Regions from separate parts of the Mus musculus genome. Here all the other regions are linked to region 3. The links are chromatin contacts, called in public Micro-C and promoter capture Hi-C maps. All regions are on one chromosome and are shown on one strand. The core of a region is the stretch at or near the end of the contact, and the rest is flanking DNA. Distances in the headings are between cores, read along the strand shown. Region 1 holds the start of Galnt9 (polypeptide N-acetylgalactosaminyltransferase 9). Region 2 overlaps Ep400 (E1A binding protein p400). Region 3 holds the start of Pitpnb (phosphatidylinositol transfer protein, beta).

Evidence for each region. Promoter capture Hi-C pulls out the DNA fragments that hold promoters and counts their contacts. A called contact is a pair of places that touch in the nucleus more often than the background predicts.
Region 1: a contact with region 3 is called in a Micro-C map of embryonic stem cells, with 4 times the contacts expected there. The contact joins the promoter of Galnt9 here to the promoter of Pitpnb in region 3.
Region 2: a contact with region 3 is called in a promoter capture Hi-C map of the C10 cell line, with 4 times the contacts expected there. The contact joins the enhancer-like site here to the promoter of Pitpnb in region 3. A contact is called at or near these places in 6 of 39 promoter capture datasets (the C10 cell line, the HPC-7 cell line, cranial neural crest and 3 more), 3 of 115 datasets of contacts at active chromatin or transcription factors (bone marrow-derived macrophages, embryonic midbrain and large pre-B cells) and 1 of 9 other capture datasets (embryonic stem cells).

Annotation. Positions count from the first base shown.
Region 1 is chr5:110,541,470-110,545,743 of GRCm38.p6, reverse strand. It overlaps Galnt9 (polypeptide N-acetylgalactosaminyltransferase 9), which reads right to left and starts at 1,389. Exons shown (of 11, transcript NM_198306.3): 1 at 802-1,389. The coding sequence starts at 1,042.
Region 2 is chr5:110,702,235-110,706,509 of GRCm38.p6, reverse strand. It overlaps Ep400 (E1A binding protein p400), which reads left to right. Exons shown (of 52, transcript NM_029337.2): 20 at 1,442-1,628; 21 at 2,892-3,058. It also overlaps the pseudogene Gm52847. Among named protein-coding and RNA genes, the nearest start is that of Gm22716, 27 kb to the right of the region's middle. Within about 2 kb of position 2,284, at least 42 of the 459 cell types and tissues checked have an H3K27ac peak or open chromatin away from gene starts, as enhancers often do. A contact at or near this core is called in the HPC-7 cell line, where this site is marked.
Region 3 is chr5:111,327,896-111,332,067 of GRCm38.p6, reverse strand. Pitpnb (phosphatidylinositol transfer protein, beta) reads right to left here and starts at 1,371. Exons shown (of 12, transcript NM_019640.5): 1 at 1,235-1,371. The coding sequence starts at 1,254.

The sequences.
Region 1 (4,274 bases), core at 140-2,639, 790 kb after region 3:
GCAAAGAGGTCACCAGAAGCAGAAACTTTGGTGCCTCAGAGGTTCCCAGGCACCCTGACCTCAGTCCACGTGAACACTCCGCTCCTACCCAGTTCTGCTGGACACTTGACTCCATCTCTCCACACAGCACCAGTGGTGCCTTCCGTTTCTCCCACAACAGAACTTTCTGCAGGAGCCCTGAGCATCCTTGAAAGGTGGCTCTCCAGGCCAGAGGTCACACTGTAATAGACAAGACACGCACTGTGCCATGCAGAGGAAGATGGGATCAATCACTTTTAGATGGGCAGTAATCACCCCCTCCTTCCGTATCTCCAGGGAGAGGAGTGAGTCCGGTCTAAACCCACAGCTTGGAAAGGCTCTCTGGGTCCTTGCAGGGAACCTCGGTGTCACCTTCACCCTCACAGCTTTGTAAGGTACCTCTGGTTCCTGAATGTGAACCTAGGCACGGTCTGGACCTCCCTCACTGTGGATCTAGGTATTGCCTGAGCCCCTCACTACCCTTCTGCCAACTCCTCAGAGGCTCTTCCTTGAGAAGTTAGAGTTCTCTTGGGTAGTAACTTTGGAGGCATTATGCGGGAGGCAAGGGACAGTTCCCAAGTGTTCACAGGATGAGTAGATAATGCAGTCGCTCTATTACCGCCGCCCTCTGCCAATGAAGGCCTCCAGCATTTCCTCTACAGGACCCAGGGTAGCTTCCACTCGGGACCCTGGAAGATATTGTGGGATGGGTGTGGACAGCCACTCCTGGATAGAGTAGTGTCCTAACACGGGACCCTGCCTCCCCTCCATCCCGCGGCTCACCATTCAGCTGGTTGTAGACCACCTCCTCCAGATGGTCCAGGCGCTGTAGGATGGCCTCACGGTCGGCCAGAGCACTCGCCTTGGATAGCCGATTGCGCATCCGGCGGTCGGTGCCTCGCACGACCTGCACCAGCGCCTCAGAACGGTCCTGCAGGCGGCAGTACACCGAGAAGAGAATGATGCCCACGAACACCAGGATGTTGACCGTCAGCAAAGTTTTGATCTTCCTGGCCACCGCCATGAGCGCGGCTCGGACGGGGCCGCCTCACCCGCCGGGCATCCCCGGGGCCCCGGGGCCGCAGGAGCCTGGGAGCGGCCGGCCGCGGTGGGGACCATGGGCTGGGCAAGGGCGGGAGCTGTTCTTTCAGCACCACCGCGCGGGCTCCACGAGCCAGGCCGCCGCGACCCGCCCTTCTTCAGCGCGCAGAAACCGTCCGGGGATGCGGGTACAGGGCGCCGCCCGCATAGTCAGCAGGGCCCGCCCGCCGGGAGCTTCCTGGGCCGGGAGGCAGCGCGAGGCCTTAGCTGCTGCGTCCCGCTCCTGCGCGCCCCGATCGCTCCTGCGCGCCCCGCTCCTGTGCGCTCGGCTCCTGCGCGCCCCGCTCCTGCGCGCCCCGAAACCACGGCGCCGGTGCGCAGTGACGCGGCCTGCGCTCATCAGCATGCACGCGGCGCCCGCTGCCCCGCCCGCCGCCCCAAACCGATCCCGCGCGCCACCCCTGGCCAGGATAGGCCCACGTGGAGCGAGGCCCAGGGCGCGGCACCACTCCGAGCTTCAGACCGCCCTCCGCGCCTGGGCTTATTTTAGGGGACAAAACCCAGACTTGACCCCTAGGAACACGAAGCCTTAGGGAACGCCGGTCAGGACTGTGCTGTGGGGTGCACGCTGGGGTGTGGTGAGGTGCCTTTGTGCAGTAATGAGTCAGAGCCACCTAGATTTGCCTGCCCACCGCTCCTTGTCAAACCTAACCTGATTGGTTGCCCTCTTCTGGGACCAAAGGATAAGAAAGGAGAGTAGAGTAGGCTGTAGATTGAGCGATCCTATTGTAGCATCAGGCCAAACAAATAAAGGAAACACAAATCTTGACCAGGTGTCCCAAGTCCTCAGAGTTCAGGTGCACGCTCAGCCAGAAGAAAAACAACAAACACCTGCCCCTCCATCTCTAATTTAGCCCCAAACAAACAGTTGTAGATGAGACTGCTGGGATCAGAGGAGAGATGGCAGAAGTCACACAGCCTGGGCTGTGAGCCTGAATCACACAGACTGTGAGCTTCTCCTTTATACCTGGCTACCACTGAATCTACAGTGCCTGAAATGGTTTCTGACACGTAGCTGGTACTTAGCAAATATTTGTGGAATGAATAAATGATGGAGCATTTCCGAGGAGCTTACTTTGTGGTGGGCTCTGCTCATAGAAGGACAAGGTCTGTGGGACTTTGTAGCTCTTGGTTCAGCATGAGTATTTGTGCATGCATGTATCTCGTGTGTGTGCGCACACATATATCATGTATAAGCATGCACGTTTATGCGTTCACTGTGTATGTGCCCATGTGTTTGCATATGTGTTCATGGATATGTGCTTGTGTCTGTGTTACACATGTGTTTCTGCGTTCGTAACTTTCCTTTGTATATGAATGTGCACATGTACAAAGTGTGTCTGATATGTCTCTACATGTTGTATATGTGTGTGCATATACGTGGGATGTCTTCATAATGTACAAGCACATGAGTAGTATGTGATGTGTCTGCATGTGGGTGCATATATATGCATACATGTGCTGTGTCCTTGTGATTATCCACGTGTGCTATGTGTATGTGATACATGTGTGTGTTTGTATGTTCACAGTGTGCAGTTTCTATGTATATATGTGTGTGTGTGTATGTCCATGTCATATCTGTTCACATTCGGGGGAATGGGTAGAGGCTTTGGCTCTTGGTTCAGGCATTCTTTTCCACACTGTCTTCTCCACAAGCCAATGTGTTCTGTGTAGCTTAGAGACATCCAACTTCTCAGTGGAAGCAGCGGGAATAAAAGCCACACTGCTTCTTTTCTAAGTCTCTCCTTCCTGTCAAAGAAAATGTGGCCTGTGTAGTGACACACACAGGTAGGATTTGCTGAAGGAGGCAGAGGCAGGAGAAATCATGAGTTTAAGGCCACTCGGGTCTACAGAGTGGGTTCCTGAACAGCTAGAGCTACACAGAGAAACCCTGTCTCTAAAAATTAAAAAGAAAGAAGAAAAAAGAAATTGCCGGAGTCTAACGCCTGCAGATTTTAAATCCCCAGGGACGTAGATGTGGTGTTGGCACAATGAAGGTGACCACAAGCTTGTTGTACAGAAGGCTCTGGATACCTCAAGCTTCTCTGTATTTATTTCATTTCAAAGTCATAAAACATACAGTTTCAATTTTATTTCCTCAAACATGTTCCAAGAAACCAGATCAAAATTCTCTGCAGTTTTCTCTGTAAGTTTCTCTCTCGTATGCTTTATTTTCCCCAGGCAGATATTTAAACTTACAGGCTCATAATTAAGCACATCTCTGTGATCATTGTGGTTGGCACTGTGTCTTAAACACCTACCACAAGCTTTTATCCAAATCTACAAGGACAATATCTTTATTTCTGTCCCGAACAATCACTGCCATAATAAAATTTATTCCACTGGCACTAAATCTGGTTGAATCTTGACCAACCTTTTCTATTTTCTAACTACTTCGGGTTTTGGCATCTACATAGATGAGTTCCTGAACTAATGTCTTCATATCCGTGTGTATTCATTAACTTCCCTAATCCATTCTTGCAAGGGCTACTTTCTCAGTCAGTGTGCATTATGCACCATTCTGAGAATAATTATGTGCCCCGGGGAGACTGCATGATTTCTATTCCATTTGTCATAAAGATTTCTCTAAGTTTTCAGTTGATTCAATAATCATTATTTCAATTCCATCATATGTTTTTAATAAACCCACCTTATAATTATTAAGAGATTTCTATTATGCAATTACCTCACCCAAATACAGACAAAAAATGATAGAAAAGGCTACCAAGAGGATATATACTGTTATACTAGAGGAAAGGGATTGCCCCACAGCCAGTCCAGGAAAGACAGCTGAGGTTGCAGATTCTGTCACACTGGCCAGGGGTACAGGAGATGTTCCTTGGATGTTTCCCACAGGGAGAGCCATCCTCAAAGTATTCAGACGATGCTTTCTGGAACAAAGCATGGTTTTCACCAAAAAATATGTCTCTGAGACTCAGGAAGGCTCCAGCCACTGGGACTGAGGCCAGGGCTCTGAAGTCACTCACCATAGAGATCGCGCCTTCCGAGATGGAGCCTGACACTCCTGACACCTCAGGAGTCTAGGACTCCTAGAGCGTGGCTCACAGACACTGATCTGTTTCCATAAATTGCCATTGCTATGTCCTGACTTAATGTGTTGTTCTGTGGATAACACACCAGGGCCTGAGATGTTA
Region 2 (4,275 bases), core at 1,035-3,534, 630 kb after region 3:
ATGGAACTTGTTCATCTGTGACTATGCCAGTGCCACAGAGTAGTGAGGTACTTGTGCTTGGAAGTGATGTCATATGTTGTGGAGATGTGAGAGGTCATGACTTTGGATCCGGCACACCTTGTCTTAATGATCTTTGTTGGTTCTGTGATTCCTGCTCTGAGTAGAATGGCAGTGAGACCTTTTCATGTTTTTTTTCCCCCTTTTCTCTGAGCCACAATTCAAGAGCTAATGTGTTATGACTTTGTGCACCTTGGCCCCATTTTTGCACTTGGGAACCAGGTTTCTGGACACCATTTATAAACCTGATTTATAAACCTCATTTCTACATTGCACTCTCCAGATGCATAGGAATACTAATTATGGCTCTCAGGGGGAGGTTACTTTCTGTTCCCACCTGCTTCCACTTGCACCCCCTTCACCTCCACCCTTTCTTTGGAAATGTCCATTATTCTTAGACTCAGGGAAGTAAATCTTAGTTTTAGCCCACTCAAAGCCAAACATGGTAACTTTAAAAATATCTGTTGTCTAAGTTCGATTCCATGTCTATTCTCTTAAGCTAGATGGATAGCGTCTTACTTAGTTCTTGTGCTCTGCCCTGATCAGGGAACCTTATCACAGGGCTAAGAGCTGGCTGTGTTTGGCTTTCCTGTTATCCAAGCTAGGTTTCCTGTGGCATCCCCTCCTGGCAGTGCTTCTCAGTATCCCCCCTTTCTCTGTTACATACCTGAGTTGTCCCTGGCATAACTAAGCTGGCGTTTCCCACAAGGATCTCAGGCTTCCTGAGCCTGGTTCTTTATAGGCAGCCTCTAGATCAGTTGTTTGGGTTTAGAACCTGTAGTCATTTCACCATGACTCTCAAGTGCTCCTGATATCAGTCTTCACTACCTGCCTTAGGGTGCTGGACATGCCTTGCTGTGGTCTGCTTTCTCACTCAAGATCTCTACTCCATACTGCAGCTTCCTGAGCCTGGTGTGCCTTGTGGGTCTCTGTCAGATATTGCAGCAGGGTCTGGCCTGTGGCCTACTTGGCATCTCATCTACCACTGTGCACTTTCCTTATGGGATCAGGGGGTGTGCTTTCTGGTATGCTCTTGTCCCACTTTCTGGGACTAGATTCCTTTCACACACTTTGGATGCTTCTATTTGTCTGTTAGGGCACTTTATCCTGATGTTTCTGAAACATGGTCCTTTTATAAAAGGAACAACCCTGCCTCTTGAGAAGGTGTAGCACCCGAGATTTGGTCTATACCCAAATCTGGCTCTCTGGAGTGACTCAGTAAAATCTGTTAGACTTGAATGTTAATAATAAATTTACAAATACAAATTTGTGAACCCAGTCTTGGGACATGTCGCTAGTTTTGGTGTTTTTGGAGATGAGGAAAGTCATGGTGAGGCTGCATGATGAACACACACTGAACTTTCTGCTGCTTCTTCATGAGCAGGACTCAGGAAGCTCTGAAGAGTGGACATTTTGTCAGTGTCTTGAGTGTTCTGACACGGCTACAGCGAATCTGCAACCATCCTGGACTAGTAGAGCCACGGGTACCAGGCTCCTCCTTTGCAGCAGGCTCTCTGCAGTATAAGTCAGCCTCTCTAATTCTCAGAGTTCTGGAGAGAGAGTTCTGGAAGGTAAGTAGAAGATTTAGAAAGATAGTTTAGAATTTCTAGTACTGTTTAGATACAATCCACATAGTTGTGTGGATCTTTTCCCAATCCCTCTTTCTAGCTTAGTAGTTCTCAACCTTCCTAATGCTACGGCTCTTTAGTAAACTTCCTCATTGCCGTGGTGATCCCAACTATAAAATTGTTTTTGTTACTATTTCATAACTGTAGTTTTGGTACTATAATATAGTCATAATATAAATATCTGTTTTCCAATGGTCTTAGGCAACCCCTGTGAAAGGGTCATTTGGTGTCCCCTGCTCCTTCCAAGGGGTTGCAGCACACAGATTAAGAACTGCTGCTCTAGCTCTTCCTGTCGAGTCACTGTATCTGTGGACCTCCCTGTTTTGGGCAGCTCACAGAACTGTATTTGGAGTCTTACACTTAGAATATTTTCATTCTCATTGTGATATATCAGGATGTCATTCCTTTGAAGGGCTAGATAACATTCTGCTGTGAAAGACCATGCTTTGTTTATCCTTTGGTCAGTTGATGCATACCTAGGTGGTTTCCACTTGTGACTATTGTTAGTATAGCTGATGAACACTCCTACAGTTTGGGGTTTCCTGTTTTTGTGAGTGCACTTCAAGTGGAGTTGCTGGCTAATGTAGCCACTTCGTCTACTTTTTAAAGGAGCTGCCAACTATCCCACTGCTGTTGAACCACCTGACTTGCCCTAGCAGCACAAGGGCATCTGTGACTCACTTCCTCTCTTTCATTCTTTTCAGTGTGATGCTGCTTTTCTTGTTTTCTCAAGTTCTGAGAAATAAATATTAGTGGTGCTGTGGAAAGCAAGACACTTGCTTTTGCCACTGTCATGGTCATGACTGATGCCCTTTAGTAGTAAGTAGTGTCTACACAATGAGTGATACAGGGATCACCACCACACAGTGACTAGCATGTGTGACTAGCACATAGAGCCAACACCTGCCCTCCTTTTTCTTGGGGAAGACTGCTGTTTATTCCTGCACTGTTCAAATGATGACTGGTTGGTTGCATCTGCTCCTCTGCCACTCCAGGTTGTCACATGATGCTAAGGAGGGCCCAGATAGCTGTTGTCCCCCTGTGAAAGGAGATCTGTCCTGAGCATCAGAAGGCTTACCACACCATATAAAACAGCCTCTTCAGTTGATTCCTGCCTTGTAGCAGATTTTGCCTCTTGGTCAAGTGTTTTCCTCTGCCACCTATTACAGAACGTTTTCTTCTTTTTTTATTTCTGTTTCTTCTTAGGAAACCGACCTTTCTATATTTGATCTCATTGGGCTAGAAAATAAAATCACTCGCCATGAAGCTGAATTACTGTGTAAGAAAAAAGTGACTCGGAAACTCATGGAGGAAGTCTTTGCTTCACCTCCTCCGTCAGCCCGACCAGCAGCAGTGAAGCTCAAGGCCAGCAGGTATGTGCATGGGTTAGAAGCAGCATGTGGCTCACCTGGCATAGTCACTGCTCCAAGGACTGTGTGCTGGTTGGGAGTCAGATGCCTGGGCTATGATCAGTACCTTCCTATAGCTGACTCTAGGCATTCTGTTGAGAATAGAAAGTCTGTGTTCATCGATTCTCGGCCTTTTGGCTAAGATCAAGTGTAGAAAGTCTGTGTTCTTCTTTTTGTTTGTTTGTTTTTGTTGTTGTTGTTTTTGGAGACAGGGTTTCTCTGTGTAGCCCTGGCTGTCCTAGAACTCACTCTGTAGACCAGGCTGACCTCGAACTCAAAAATTTACCTGCCTCTGCCTCCCAAGTGGTGGGATTAAAGGCGTGCACCACCACTGCCCAGTAAAAGCTGTGTTCTTGAGAATGTTCGGAGTGTCCTTGTTTTCAGTGAGCACAACTACATTAATAAGACACTCAAATAGAGGCAGCAAATCCCCAGTGAGAGTCACTTTTCTTGGTTATCTTTAATAAAGTAAGCTTTAGGGGATGTCAGGGCTGAGAACAGCATGCTATCAGATGTGGCAGTAACGTGCATGGCCAAGTCAGACATTTTTTTTTTTTTTTTGCAAGAATTCAGAGTATGCTCATGGGTAGTAGCACAGGCAAACATGGGGTCCACTCAACAACTGTGGAGTTTTTAATAAGTGACAGTACAGCCAGGCAGTGGTGGAGCACACCTTTAGTCCCAGCACTAGGGAGGCAGAGGCAGGAGGCTCTCTGAGTTAGAGGCTAGCTGGTCTATAGAATGAGTTCCAGGTAGCCAGGGCTACTTGGAGAAACCCAGTCTCAAAAAAATACAGAACCAAACAAGTAATAGAATGATATAAATGATGATTTGGAGTGAGGGAAATCATGAAGTAGGAGAGATAGAGAATGAAGTCAGGGTGTAATTGCTTCTGAACAGACTAAACCCAGTGATGAGAAAAAGCAAAATCCTGGGCTGAGGTGAAAAAGGAAAATAGAAAGTAGTTATCTTTTTAGAAATAAGGAGGGTATTTGTACAGATCAAGCTTTTTCCAAACTTGGCTTTCTTGGTACTGTGACCTGCTTGCCTCCTTTGCAGCTCAGCTCAAGCCTCACAGACCCACACAGGAAGCCTATAGCTGTGTGAACACAGACAAGACTATCCACTTGTCTTCCTTGGGCTTTGTTAAAAGGTTTTTATGGTTGGCTTCTTGTTTGTCC
Region 3 (4,172 bases), core at 122-2,621:
CACCAATTCATTTAACAAGAGTTTGCTGAAGGGCTGGAGAAATGGCTCTGCGGCTAAGAGGACTTGCTGCTCTGAGTAACTGGGTTCAGTTTCCAGCCCATGGACGGTGGCTCACTTCTTGCTCTAGTTCCAGGGGATCCAATGCCTAATGCCCTCTTACTACTACCTCCAAGAGCACTGTATGAACGCAGCACATATGCACACACGCAGGCAAACACTTAAATACACATATAAACAGGCAAATCTTTAAAAACACCAAATGCTGGCTGAAGATGTGCTATGTACTAAAGACTGATCCAAAAAAAATGGAGGTATCAGAGTGAGTATCCTGCACAATGTAGGGCGAACAGTCAGAAAGACAAACAATACACACTTCCCAAGACCTTTAAGGTGAGCTACTGATTTGAGGAAAAAGCATTCGAGTCAGCAGAAAGAGAAGGAAAGCCAACATACAGAGCGACAGAGGAACAAGGGGTCTTGTAATGCTGGAATGGGCAAGGAAAAAAAATTACATATGAGCAGAAAATAGAATCTGGGCAGTGTTAAGTAGAGAAACCTTGTTAGTGATTTTTACAAGGTTGACGTTAATACAGGCAAGGAATCTAGACAGCTAACTTAACGTCTTTTTTTTTTTTTGCTTCTTTTAAGAATCTGAAATTAAACCAGGGCCGAGGAAGAACAGCAACAACAAAATGGGTCACACTTGAAATTGCACAAGGGACACCGGCTCAGGTATGACAGCTGAACATTCCCCGCCACCACGGTTTCCTGTGATGTCCGTGGCTCTAAGCAGAGGGGGAAGCCACAACTTCCCAACAGAATGACGGGACCAGTCCGACGAACTTGGGAAAAGTCTTTATTTGCCGTGTTAAGCACCATGTGTTTAACCCCGCACCGAACCCAGTGAAGCAGGTGGGGCCGGTGTCTCCCCATCTTAGAGATGAGGGGTCTGAGAGCGACCGCAGGGGCATGATCTAGAGTGGGCTTCACTGAGCCTGAGGTGGGTCGGGCTCGAACTTGCGGGCGACCCTTCGCCCGGCATTCCCGGCTCCCCCGAGAGCCCCGGCCGCACCGCCGACCCTGGCGCTGACTGCGGAGGGCGGCGGCGCCGCACAGGGCCTTGGGGGCTCCAGGAAGGAGCCAACTGCGACCCGGGAGCGCCCTCCTCGCGGAGCCCACCGATCCTCCCCAGCCCGCATTCCGGAACCTCGTTCGAGCCCAACGACCCACTCACAATTCCTTAATCAGCACCATCTTCCGGGAACCCCTCACAGCCGCCGCCGCCAGCCGCCACCGCCGGGCCTCGCAACACGCAAGCGTAGCCCCGCCTCCCAATCGTCCGAGCCCCGGGAGCGCCTGCGCGTCCGCGCCCTTCCGCCGCCGGCCATTGCGTCAGCGCGCCTGGGGGAGCTGACTCCGCCCAGTCCACGCCCCGCTCACGGAGCACGAGGCCTCCACTGCGGCTGCGTGGCCCCTTGGCGCGCTGGTGAGCCTTGGAGCGCGCCTGCGTACTCTCGGCGAGCAGTGGGGCAGCAAGCGCGGCGTCCTCCTGCCAGCGTTAGTCTCTCACGGCGCTGTGCAGCCTATGGTTTCCAGTGAGTTCTCCAGTCGGGACCCTAAACGACGTTGAGTTCGCACAGGTGTGGGAGCCGAGGACGACCTCAGGTTTAGCAGGAGCGTGTTCTAGAAACCCAGACAGACCGGTGTTAAAATCCTGATGTGTTCGCCCCTTGTCCTAACTAACCTTTTTAAGGGTACATCTATCTGGTTTGCCTGTATTGTGTCTGCTCCCTGTGTGTCTCATGCATACTGAGGTTCACGTGTAACTGGAGATGCAGACAGTTGTGAAATGCCATGTGAGTGCTGGGAACCAAACCTGGGTCCTCTGCAAGAACCCCCAGTGTTCTTAACAACTGAGCCCCTGTCCAAACATTGAATCCTCAACAAAAGCAATTTTGCATGAGACAGACCCAGACCCAGTTGGGTAGACTAATTCTAGACGAATTCTACGTGTCTAAGGCATTGGTTTTTCATTATGTGCTTTCGGGGCAAAGAACTCACTACAGGAAGAATGAAAGTTAAATTTTACTAAGACCAATCAGAAGCCCGTCCCAACACGGGCTTTAAGCACTAGTTGACCTAACAACTTTGATAAAACAATTTTGAAACAGTGACTAAGTACTGCTCTTGGACTGCCCTCTGCTTCCTCACTCACTGAACTTAGTAACTTGGGATTCAAGGACCTTTTAGTGGGATTCCTAGGGAGCTGGATAGCTGCAGGAATAATCTTCTTTGTGTCAACGGGCATTTTAGGTAAATTTGATTTCTCTATACTTTGTGTCAAACCATATTTTTTCCCTCATCGAATGATCTTGAAAATATTTTCATAAAAACTAGAAATAGTCTCAAGAATATTCTTCCCCTCTCTAGTGATTGATTTATTTATATTTTATGTACATTGGTGTTTTACCTGCATGTATACCTGGATGAGGTCAGATCCCCTGGAACTGGAGTTTCAAACAGTTGTGAGCTGCCACGTCGTGGGTGCTGGGAATTGAACCCAGATACTCTAGAAGAACCACCAGTGCTCTTAACTGCTGAGCCATCTCTCCAACCCCAGTCCCAAGTGTTCCTTAATTTTGTTAGATATCAGAGCATAGGTCAGTTGTCCCGATTTGGGAAACTGGGTTGGACTTTGAAGATGAAGCCCTGGACCTGAATCCTGGCTGGTTGACTTCAAGAAATCTGGAATAAAGAATCTTGTAGAGACTTAATTTATACAACCAAAGATAGGTGACTGTTTAGAGAATAAAAAGTAGGAAGGGACTGAAAATGTAGCTCAGTTTATAGAGTACTTGCCTAATGTCCTAGCAGTGAGTTCAGTCCTTTTGATTTTTTTGAGGCAGGGTTTCTCTGTATAGCTCTGGCTGTCCTGGAACTCACTCTGTAGACAGAGCTGGCCTCGAACTCAAAAATCCGCCTGCCTCTGCCTCTGCCTCTGCCTCTGCCTCCCAAGTGCTAGGATTAAAGGCGTGTGCCACCCCGCCCAGCTTGAGTTCAGTCTTAAACACCACAAAAAAGCCAAAATTACATGAAGCACCTATACATATCACATGGTAATAGAAGGTTTTTGAATGAAAACCATATAAAAACTATCAGGGATCAGCAACAGTAAATTAAAAAGGAAAGCCAAAGAGAGGTTGAAGAGATGACTACTCTTGCAGAAGACTAGGAAGCCACCTGTAACTCCACTTCCAGGAAATAATACACATAACTTTTTTAATTTCATATAGTTCTTAAAATTGATATATAATAATAACTTCATTTCTCCCCTCCCTCTCCTACACTCCCATGTCTGACCACATTCTTCTCTCCCAAACTCAAGGTCTTTTATCACTATTATTACATATAAATGAATGAGCATATAAACACAAAGCATTTTTTTTGGCCGGGCGTGGTGGTGCACACCTTTAATCCCAGCACTTGGGAGGTAGAGGCAAACTGATCTCTGAGTTCAAGGCCAGCCTGGTCTACACAGAAACCCTGTCTAGAAAAACCAAACACATACCTATACATCATAATACATATGTACATACATGCAACCTGTGAGTCAATTCAGTGTTGCCTGCATGTATAAGTTTTTAGGGCTAACCACTCAGTATTAGATAACCAGTCAGAGGTCTCTTCCTAGGGAAGACTAATTCTCTGTTTGCTTCTGTCTGGAGTGCAGTTGTTAATTGCCCATAGATCTTCATCTAGGGGTGTGGGTAAGATTTTTTTCCATCTACCTTGGGATGTCAAGTGTCATTGGAATTGTTCCAGCATTGTTAAGGCAGCCAGGTTGAAATTTAGGAGAAGGCACGATCTCAAGCCAACTTTCTGACTTCAGCAATCTTCCCACCACCCCCTTCTATCATGTTCCCTCGGTATTAAAGGAATTGAAAACCTGGGCCTGAATCCTGGCTCATTGACTTCAAGATACCTGCAGTAAAGAATCTTGCAAGAATTGTGTTGTCGCCAGGGACAGCGGTGGAGTACGCCTTTAATCCTGGCACTTGGGAGGCAGAGGAAGGCAGATTTCTGAGTTCAAGGCCAGCCTGGTCTACAGAGTGAGTTCCAGGACAGCCAGGGATACACAGAGAAACCCTGTCTTGAAAAAACAACAACAAAAG